Regions from separate parts of the Mus musculus genome. Here region 1 is linked to region 2. The links are chromatin contacts, called in public HiCAR-type maps. All regions are on one chromosome and are shown on one strand. The core of a region is the stretch at or near the end of the contact, and the rest is flanking DNA. Distances in the headings are between cores, read along the strand shown.

Region 1 (5,053 bases), core at 1,101-3,600, 470 kb before region 2:
AATGCTATCTCAAACAAAAACAAACAAACAAAAAGGACACAAACTGTTCTGTTCTCCCCCTCAACTTTTAGGTATAGGCATATACCGTCTTGCTCCCTTGGAGCTCTTTTCACTCGTAAGAGAATACAGGAAATTTATGACCTGCCAAATATCTCTTGATATAGCCTTGGGAATGTTAAGATTAGTACTCAGAATTCTTGGTCCTGTTTCAGTTTTAAGAACACTAGATATTGACTGTTAGATTAAAAGGTAACATTTTTAAAATGCATGATTAAAATTTCAAACATCCTGAAGTTTGGAAATGCTCAGAGAAGTCCCCAGCACCCCAGCGTGTCTCCTCACAGAGCAGACTTTTCCTTGTTACTCATTTGCCTTTGCTCATGCACTTTTTGTATTTATTTAAAATAATTATTTCATTATCATTTAAGAAAACTTTGAGAACATCTACTACTTTTAAAAAAGTAAAAATGACCCTGGCAAACAGTTCAAACCTCCTGTTTCCTTTCCCAGAGCCCAACCACTTTTTTTTCTCATTCCAGAGATACTTTGAACATTTACATCTCTGTGGCTTTCCAGTTTGTCAAACTGGCAGTGTGGATGCCTACATGTTTTATATACTACGAACCTTTCTTTGTACACACAATTTGAAAATCATTTGTAATCAATATTGTAGACTTAATTTTATAATGTACCACCTGAACTTTTTTATGATTAAAAGGCAGTTTTGCATTAATTCATTTTTTGTGTGTGTGATACTGAAGATCCAATCCAGGACCTAATAATACTAGGATAGTGTTCTCTCTGAGCCACATTCCCCAACCCACCAGTTTACCGTTCAGATGAATAATAAATACAACCTATAAAATGAAGCCAACAGCACGCCTTTAATCCTAGTACTCAGGCAGAGGTAGGTGGATCTGAGTGTGAGGCCAGCCTGCTCTACAGAGTGAGTTCCAGTACATCCAGGGCTACAGAGAACCCCCCCCCCAAAAAAAAGAGAGGCCAAACAAGATGTATACTATAAAAGAGAAAGCAATAACAGAAAATATAAAACTCATAAAACAGGAAGAAAAGCGTAACTAGTCTTTATTTAATTGGTTTGTGGAGTTAATGAATTCACCCCAGGTCAGGTTGCATATGTTGCTTTAAAAGGATTAGGCCAGAGGACACCGAGCAGAACCTTGGACTTGCACAAAGCAGGCATTTCCTGAAAATTATGTGTGCTGTAGCCTACATGGGATTGCTGCCAATGAAAGGAAAACACTTATCTTGCTGAATGACAAAGCCAGTTTATTTAACATTTTATCCCTCCACCTCCCTTCTTCCTTCCTTGGTAGGATCTTGTACTAGCTCAGGTTGGCCTTATACTGTCAAACTCCTGCTCAGCCTCCTGGGTGCTATGATAGGCATGGGCAACCTTGCCATGCCTCACTCCTTACTTTATTCCAAGTTAGAGGGGTGAAAAGCAGAATTATGTATAAAGACTCCATATTTGAGAATATATAAAACTAAAATGAAAACTTTACAGTTCTACCACAGTATTGATGTTCAAAAACATACTTTCCCTCATTAGACTGCGTGCTCTACAGCTGGTGTTCTGCTTTCCTGCTTTCTCCATTATCTTTACAGTCTAAAGAGTTCCCATGCTTTTGAAAATGCTGTTTGTCCCTAATATTCTATAGTCTCATTGGTTAGATTGTGATAATAACACTTTAATTCACATTTGATGAGCATATTAATAATGTAAGCAGCTGCAGTAACAAAACAATACGTGAGTGTAACATTTCTGGGAAGTAGTTTGCAGTGTGTATTCTTTTTTGCAGCTTGTCTTCCAAATGACCTCTGAAGACCCAAACGGTAAAGAAACAACAGAATACACACAGATATTTTAGTGCAAATCAGACCTGAGATTGAATTCTTTTTATTTTATTGTGGGAGAAGCAGCAGAGACAGAGACAGGTGGGGGAGGGAGTGAGAGGAGACAGCTCTCTCTCCCCACTTTATGTGAGCTGTCAACCTCAGGTTGTCAGGCTTGAATCATTGGGAGCTGCCACTCTACCTGCCTCAGCCTTGTGCCCTAGATTAGCATCTAGTACTGTCTGTGCCAGTCCTCAGCCTTGAGTTCCGTGATGTTTTTTAATCACATCACACAGTATTATGTTCTTCAACTTAATTTCAGAGTTACTAAAAATTCTTTGGTAATTGATCAAAGGATGTGTGTTTTCCTTTCTCTAATTGCCAGTAACCCCCTAAATCCCCACTAACACTTCAGAACTGAGATCAGAAGGTAGAAAGCAGCTTTATTTTCAGTGCAGCTACAATAGTCTGGGTAAGTTATGTTTACTCATGTACCCAGCTGAGCTCTGTCTCCAGGCAGTTTAAACTTTTCCATTTAAAAAGAGTCCCAGCACCTCAGCCCACTTACCTAGTAGGCAAGTTGTCGCTTTAACAGTAATAATTTCATTTGGTTATAGGAAGGAAAGAGCTCCGCCATTCTTCCCTTCTGATTAGCCATCCTTTTTTTGACCGTTAAACTCCTGCAGAGTAAGAGAGCTGTGCTCTCACTAATCCCAGCACATTCTTCTGCTGCAGACATCCCAGGCTTCCAGAGGAAAGTGGATGAGAAGTGGATGCTCTGGCCACTGTCAGGCCTCCCTAGTATCCTAGGAACCTCTTCTCTCCTGTTCGCTCACACCTAATCCCTTTCATGTTTTCCTGTTGACCTCATTAGAAATAGATGAACAAGTAGAAGGCAGAGCAGAGCCCAGCCAGGCTGTGGAATGTCATTTTGATCTGTTCCTCTCCAGAGGCCTCCCTGATGCTTCCTGATAACAGCTTGGCAAGGTGCTCCAGTGTAATTAAGTCACTTATGTTCATAGTTTGCCTTAATAAGCATCTAAATGAGAGTCATGCTGTAGCATACTTTCAGGGTAGTTAGGGCAACAGAGCCAGTGGTGTGGACGGGTGCTCAGGCTTGAGCTTCAGTAGAAAGAGAAAATGCGATGTGCTAGGTGGTTTTTTAAATACCTTTTAGTATATGCAGATTAGAGTGTGGGCTCATGCTTGTAATTGAAACAGGAGACTTTTAATCAAGTCCAGCCTAGACTACAGAGTAAGGCCCTTCCTCAAAAAAGGAAAAAAGCAAAAAAAAAAAAAAAAAAAAAAAGAGAGAGACAGTGTGTAAGTTTGGAAATCCCCAGGTAAAGCCCAGCTACCGCCAAGGTCTGATTAATGACAGACAGGATTTTTAATTGACTTGCCTTTGCTCAGACTCTTCTGTTTGTTGGTGTTGATTCTATCATCTTATACAAAGGGTTTTTTTGAGGTATTTACATGTGATAGAATCAGTGTTATGTGCTTATTTTTGGCCCTTTGGAATAATGTCATGTTGTCTGTGACACAAAGTCACAACCTTAAAGTTTGAAAAGAAGATGACAAGCTATTGATTGCTCTGCACACCGCACAGGTATTTGGTGGTTGCAGAAAAGCTTGAAGAGATCAAGTCTTTCCGGGAGCTGACCCGTCTAGACCTCTCCTGTTGCTGGCTTGGAGATGAGCATGAGCTTCTAGAACACCTCACCAATGAAGCTCTGTCCAGGTACCAGCCCATTGTTGCTTGGAAACATCTTGTTGATTTACTGATTTACTGATTTTTATCTTATGTACAGAGATGGTTTGACTGCATGTATATCTGTGAGGGTGTCAGATCCCCTGAAACAGGAGTTACAGAGCTTTGTAAGCTTTTGTGTGGGTGCTGGGAATTGAACCTGGGCCCTCTAGAAGAGCATCCAGTGCTCCTAACTGCTGAGCCATCCTCCAGGCCCTGTCGTATTTTTAAAAGAACAGTCCAGTAGAATCATTTTAAGGAATGTCACTTACTTTCCTGTATTATTTACTAAAATTTTTTTTCTAAAAACACTTTCAACTTTTGTTCATTTGGTATAGCAGTATAGATTGGAAAGCTCTTAGGAAAGATAATTTATTTGTTCTCTTTTCTAAATAACCTTATTTTTTTTGGTTTTGGTTTGTTTGTTTTTGTTTTTTTTTTTTTCGAGACAGGGTTTCTCTGTATAGTCCTGGCTGTCCTGGAACTCACTTTGTTGACCAGGTTGGCCTCGAACTCATAAATCCGCCTGCCTCTGCCTCCCGAGTGCTGGGATTAAAGGCGTGTGCCACCACGCCCGGCTTTGGTTTGTTTTTTCAAGACAGGGTTTCTCTGTGTAGCCCTGGCTGTCCTGGAACTCACTCTGTAGACCAGGCTGGCCTTGAACTCAGAAATCCGCCAGCCTCTGCCTCCTAAGTGCTGGGATTAAAGGCATGCACCACCATGCCCGGCTAAATAACCTTTCTTGTTTTGTTTGTTTGTTTATTAGTTAAAGCATTTCTTTGTGTAACAGAACCCTAGCTATCCCAGAACTTACTCTGTAGATCAGGCTGGCCTCCAATTCACAAAGATCTGCCAGGCTCTGCCTCCCTAGTGCTAGGATTAAAGGTGTGTTCCACCATGCCCAGCTTCTAAGTAACCTTTGTTATTATTTTTTTTAAGATTTACTTATTTATTTTATGCATATGACTACACTGTAGCTGTCTTTAGACACACCCGAAAAGGGTATCAGATCCTATTACATATGGTTGTGAGCCACCATGTGATTGCTTAGAGTTGAATTTAGGACCTCTAGAAAAGAAGTCTGTGCTCTTTAACGGCTGAGCCAAGTAACCTTTATTTAACCTGTAGTAGTCAAAACCATCAAGATTGAAAAATGTTGTCCCTTGTTTGTCCAGTTTATTTGTCCTAGTTTATTATAGTAAGTGATAAAAAAAATTGGGGCTGGAAACCTGGCTCATTGGGTAAAGTCACTTGTCATTAAGCCTGATAATTCTTGAGTTCAATCCCTAGAATCCATGGTAGAGAGAAAGAACCAACTCCTTCAAGTTGTTCTGACTCCCCAGTCACCATGGCATATGCATCTCTACCCCTGTCTACACACAGACTAAATATTTGTAACAAAAAGTTTACAAAAATTTGGGGGCTGGAGAGATGGTTCAGTGGTTA
Region 2 (5,259 bases), core at 2,156-4,655:
GGAACAGACACTAAAGGGCTGTCTCCATAGCCTGACCAGTGCTTATTTATTTCCCATGATTTCATTGTTTTCTGAGACAGTGTCTGTCTAACTTACTTTTCTGTTGCAGTAACAAAAAACAAAAACATGTCCAGAGCATCTTTAAAAAAAAAGATTTATTTAATGTATGTAAGTACACTGTATGCTGTCTTCAGACACACCAGAAGAGGGCCATAGGATCTCATTACAGATGGTTGTGAGCCACCATGTGGTTGCTGGAAATTGAACTCAAGACATCTTTTAACTGAGGGCTTTGCTTGCAGCTTCAGAGAGAGAGAGTCCATGACCATCATGGTGTGAACCTTCACAGCAGTCAGGAAGGCACAGCACTGCAGAGGTAGCTGGGCGCTTACATCCTACGTGCAAGTAGAAGGCAGAGAGAAGAGAGCGCTAGTGGAATGGCGGGAAGTCTTTTCAAACCTCAAAGCCCACCCCCAATGATACACTTCCTCCTCCAGTAAGGCCACACCTCCTAGTCCTTTCTAAATCGTTCTACCAACTGTGGGTGGGTGGGGGCAGAATATGACTACGCAGGACAGACATTCAAATATATAAGCTTATGGGGCCATTCTCATTCAGACCACCACTGTGTCTCTGTGTATCCCAGGCTGGCCTCTAATTTGTCATTTCCCTGCTAGAGCAGCCTCAAAAGTGCTGGAATCACAGGCCTACTCCACCATGTCCAGCTCCTCCCTGTGATTTTGGGTTTAGCTATCCCAGTGGGCTCACTAGCCTTAGGCGTTTGGCAGATATAGAAACTGAGATGAGAGTGGCCCGTTCAGGTCTCATGGGGTTGATGTGCCGGGAAAGGCATTTATATTCAGCTCCAGGAGGCCAAGTGGCAGGGCTGGAGACAGCACCTGAGGCTGGGATCGGAGGGGCAGAAAGAGAGTGCTTGTCCCTATCCTAGCCTTCCTTTCCTTCTTCTCCATATTGAGTTCAGGTCTTTCTCCCCCTCTCCACCCCAAGAAGCCCAGTAAGAGCTCAGAAGTAAGGCAAACCCAATGCCTGCACATGTAGCAGTCCGATCAGCTCCTGTCAGCCTCTCGTGGGGGACCCAGGGCCCGAGGCTTTGTTCTTTCATCTGTCACTGACTGTGTGACTTGGAGGTCATTTTCTTCACTTCTCTGAGTTTCTGCCCTTCTTACATCTAGGGCTTGCAGAAATGCTGGGGAGAGCTACCCATGGTCTTCGCTGTTGGGCTTGGGATGACTGAAGAGCCACCATGCAGAAGCCGTGTGCCTTTTCTCCTCCGTGCTTTGTTTGTCAGTAGAGGTGGATGCTGTGCAGGGAAGATAATGACAATATGGGAACACCTAACTCGGGCCCTGACACTTAAGCTGGCATGGAGGAAGTGCTTGACCAAAAAGCACTGGTTAACTTCTCTACCCTTCCCAGACTTGAAACATGTAGTGCTAGCAAGAAGTCTAGATGCTTGCTTGGCTCCTGGGTACAGATAACATTGAAGCCTGGTGGTCTAGACCGTAGGAAGCCTGGAGGAACTGTCCTCTGGGCTCCTTCCTTCGAATCCCTCTTTTGGGATTGGAAACCACAATACTCACTTTTGCCTGGTCTGATGGGAGGACCTTACCTCCTGGTTTCTTAACTTGATTTGTTTGCATTCTTGCTCTCAATCTGTGTTCTGTGGGGTGTGTATGTGCGTTCTTCTCTCTCTCTTTCTGTGTGTGTGTGTGTGTGTGTGTGTGTGTGTGTGTAGCTGGGATCTCTGAGAGGCTGGGGCCATGGCCTCCTTTGTATCCAGTTTAGGCAACATCATTACATGGCTCAGTGCGGCCGGTTTCAGACAATGAGGCCTTTCATGGGGCCTGCCTGTGGCTCCCAGGGTGGGCCAGAGGGCTCTCTTCCCACCTCCTTGTGGGATGCCATTATAGCTCTCCATGGGGCCTTGGCAGAGACAGGATGGGGGAGGGGAGGGCAGGGAAGAACTCTTGACTGTAGACTGTGTCAGGGATTGAAGCTCTGCCTTGTGGTTCAGGGGACCACAGATCGCTGGTGTTTTAGATTCTCCCAGCCTCCCTCCTGGAGGAGATGATAACAATCTCCTAACCCCTGCCCTGGGTTGCCCTGTGGCCCTGCTATCTTCGTGGTAGAAAGGACAGCATCTGACTTAGTTTCATAGTGCTAAAAGTAAGTGCTCAACAAATGTCCTCCATGGATGGAGGATGCCAGGGGTGTTTCATGCTTGATCTCCTTAGTGCCATCCCTTTGATAACCCTTGGAGGCAGGTATTATAATCTTTGTTGTTGTTGTTTTGAGACAGGGTCTCTCTATGTAGACTTGGATGCCCTGGAACTTGCTATGTAAACCAGGTTGGCCTTGAACTCATAGAGATTTGTCTGCTTCTGCCTCCCAGTGATAGGATCAGAGGTGTGTGTCACCAGGCCTGGCTTAGGATCGATCCTCTTTCTATGGGCAAGGAAACTGAGTTTGAACAGCTTGCCTGAGATTGTACAGGTTCAAAATATAACTGCACTCGAGCCTAAGCCAAGGGGCCCCAGCACTTGTTTCATGATGAGTTACTTCAAGGGTTCCTAAGCCAGTGACTCCCTTCAGGATAGTCCCTTGCCATAGGACTGCTTCTGCAGAGTGGTCCCATAAACTCTGGGTTTCCTGTCCCCACTAACCACTGTAGGGCGTTCCTTTCTGCAGGGCTTTTCAGGACTAAAAGGAACCCCCTTGGCTTGGCCTTCAGGCACCCAACAGCATCTGTCTCCTGTCTTCCCTCTGCATCCGATAGTCTTGAGTGAGGAATGTGCCTGGTGGGGACTGCTCTTTAGGAAGGGCAGAGTGCCACAAGAAGACCTGTGGCAGGGACGTTGTGAAGATCTGATTAGGTCTCCCTGGAAGGCAAGGCACAGCAAGTGGCTGTGGTTGTGGGCTTTAAGTGGAGTCTGAGAATGGCCAGTAGAGCGTGGGGGCCTGAGGTCAGGCTGTGGAAACATGTACAGTTAGACATACAGGGCCCAGAGTGGGCAGATGGTGGGCAGGACTGGAGGAGTTGAGATCACCAAGACTTGGCTACTTGGACCATGGAGGAAATAGAGGGGAAGCCGTTAGGTTGCTTAGCAGCAACCCTGGCTCCTGAAGGTTTCTATTGGCTCCTCATCTGGGTATCACTGGGCAGCCTTAGTGTCTCAAATCTCACTGTAGAGGGTTTGGGCAATGAGGTCTCTTCTGCTCTGACCCAGTGGGGCGACACAGGCCAGGAGGATGGAAACCAACCAAGTCCATGGCATGGTCAGCTGGGGTCAGGACTAAAATCTGGCCAGGTTTGGGTGACCTGGGGCCAGTGTCTGGCATAGCTGTAGTCAGGGAAGGCCTGGCTCTGACCTCTACATGCCCGCCCTCCCTCCCTGTCAGCTGTCTTGGCCCTGCTTGCCTGGCTCTGACTTCATCCCAGGCTTCTGCAGTCTTGGGAGGAGTGGCCATGCTCTAATGTCCCCATTGGCTAAAGCTTTCCTGGCTGTACACATTCCTGCCTCCTGCTGGCTGGCTGCCCATCTTGGCTCTGGGAGTGAGCAGATTACCACAGAGCTCAAGGAGAGAGTAAAGTCTGAGACATTTATGCAATAGTAATTGGAGGGCCCGATCCTGTGGCCTGGGCATTAGCCTGGGGTTCTGCACACTTCTTTTTGCAGAGTAGGGGGACATAGGAATAAGTTCCTCTGCTTGCCTCAGGCAGGCACTCAGCCCTGCTCACCGAAGCGTGGCATTTCTGTTTCACAGGGTGATGACCCCCATGGCTTTTCACTGGAAACTAGGCAGGTCAGAACTCAGGCTAGAACCCAGAATCTTAGATCTAGGGCTTGGCTCAGGGAAGGAAGGGCCTTTCTTTGAAATCGCAGTGTCTGGGGGACAGGATGGGATTTGTACTTAAGTCTGGTCCTGTTTGTCTCTTGGCTGAGGTCTTACTGTATATAGGCTCAATGCATCTTGTGTCCTTGGCATTTGACTTAGGGCCCAGTATGCAGAAGAGGTGCTTGTCAAATGAATGATTGATTGATTGATTGATTGAATGAATGAACGAAAAGAGCCACAATGTCATTAGTCCTGTCTTTAGACATTATGGAGTCCGAAGGGATGGCCACACTCCAGCACTGTGTGTGTGTGTGTGTGTGTGTGTGTGTGTGTGTGTGTGTGTGTGTGTGTGTGTGTCTCAGGATTGAAGCAGAGGAGCAGGGGAGTCTGGATCCCAAGTGCTGACTACTGGCCCGGGCTTAGCTGTTCTCAGTTTCTTCATCTGTGAGATGGGCCATGATCCCTGATCTCTGCATTCCTGGTAAGCATCCTGTGTGACCAAGGATGTGGTAATTCAGGATACCGTGTGGGCATATGGGTCTTTGCTGTGTTCCCCACAGGGGCTTCTTTTGTTTTCCCATCTATCCTCTGCCTCCAGCCTCCTGCATTTCCTCAGCTCTCTCAGGGCTTCTGTCTAGAATAGCTGTTCTCACCCGTGGGTCATGACCCCTTTGGGGTTCCACCAACCCTCTCACAGGGGTCAAATATCAGATGTCCTGCATATCAGATATTTACATGACATTTCATAACAGTAGCAAAATTACAGTTATGAAGTAGCATTGAAATAATTTTGTGGTTGGGGGGTCACTATAATATGAGGAACTGTATTAAAGGGTTGCAGCATTAGGAAGGTTGAGATCACTGGTCTAGAATGTTCTACGAGCTTCTCACCCTGTGAATAATGTGGGAAAACAGAATCTACCTTCCCTCTTCTCTGAGCAACCACACCCAGAAATCCAGCCACCTGCATCAACATCCATGCAGGCTCCGGGTGCACAGCCAGGCTGGGGCTGCCTTTGGCAGTGGTTTCCATGGCAACAGGACCTGCTGCTTCAAGTGTAGCAGCCTTTAGGCTGCCTTTGAGAGCCTAAAAGATGGATAGCTGTCTGGTGTGGACTCCCACCCAGGCCAAGAGTTCCTAGGTGCTCTCCTCCTCTCCTACACGGTCCAGCAACTGTGCATGCTGCCCAGGGACTCTTCCTGTCTGTTCTTCCTTCCTTCCTTTCTTTTTTTTGTATGCTTTTTCTTTTCTCCTTTCCTTCCTTCTTCCTTTCTTTCTTTCTTTCTTTCTTTCTTTCTTTCTTTCTTTCTTTCTTTCTTTCCTTTCTTCTTCCTCCCCTTCCTCCTCCTCCTCTTCCTCTTTCTTGAGACAGGGTTCTCTGTGTAACCCTGTCCATCCTA

The links. HiCAR-type assays count read pairs that join an accessible place to other places.
Region 1: a HiCAR-type map of astrocytes shows a contact between it and region 2, with 2.3 times the contacts expected there. The contact joins two enhancer-like sites. A contact is called at or near these places in 5 of 39 promoter capture datasets (the C10 cell line, hippocampal neurons, liver and 2 more), 1 of 484 Hi-C or Micro-C datasets (memory CD8 T cells), 11 of 115 datasets of contacts at active chromatin or transcription factors (the SCID.adh cell line, astrocytes, embryonic brain and 6 more) and 3 of 9 other capture datasets (embryonic stem cells, liver and pancreatic islet).

What each region holds. Positions count from the first base shown.
Region 1 is chr4:107,241,753-107,246,805 of GRCm38.p6, reverse strand. It overlaps Lrrc42 (leucine rich repeat containing 42), which reads left to right. Exons shown (of 8, transcript NM_029985.2): 3 at 3,467-3,598. Among named protein-coding and RNA genes, the nearest start is that of Lrrc42, 9.3 kb to the left of the region's middle. Within about 2 kb of position 2,350, at least 39 of the 459 cell types and tissues checked have an H3K27ac peak or open chromatin away from gene starts, as enhancers often do. A contact at or near this core is called in astrocytes and stem cell-derived neural progenitor cells, where this site is marked.
Region 2 is chr4:106,776,822-106,782,080 of GRCm38.p6, reverse strand. All of the region lies in intron 1 of Acot11 (acyl-CoA thioesterase 11), which reads left to right. Among named protein-coding and RNA genes, the nearest start is that of Acot11, 20 kb to the left of the region's middle. Within about 2 kb of position 3,405, at least 153 of the 459 cell types and tissues checked have an H3K27ac peak or open chromatin away from gene starts, as enhancers often do. A contact at or near this core is called in astrocytes and stem cell-derived neural progenitor cells, where this site is marked.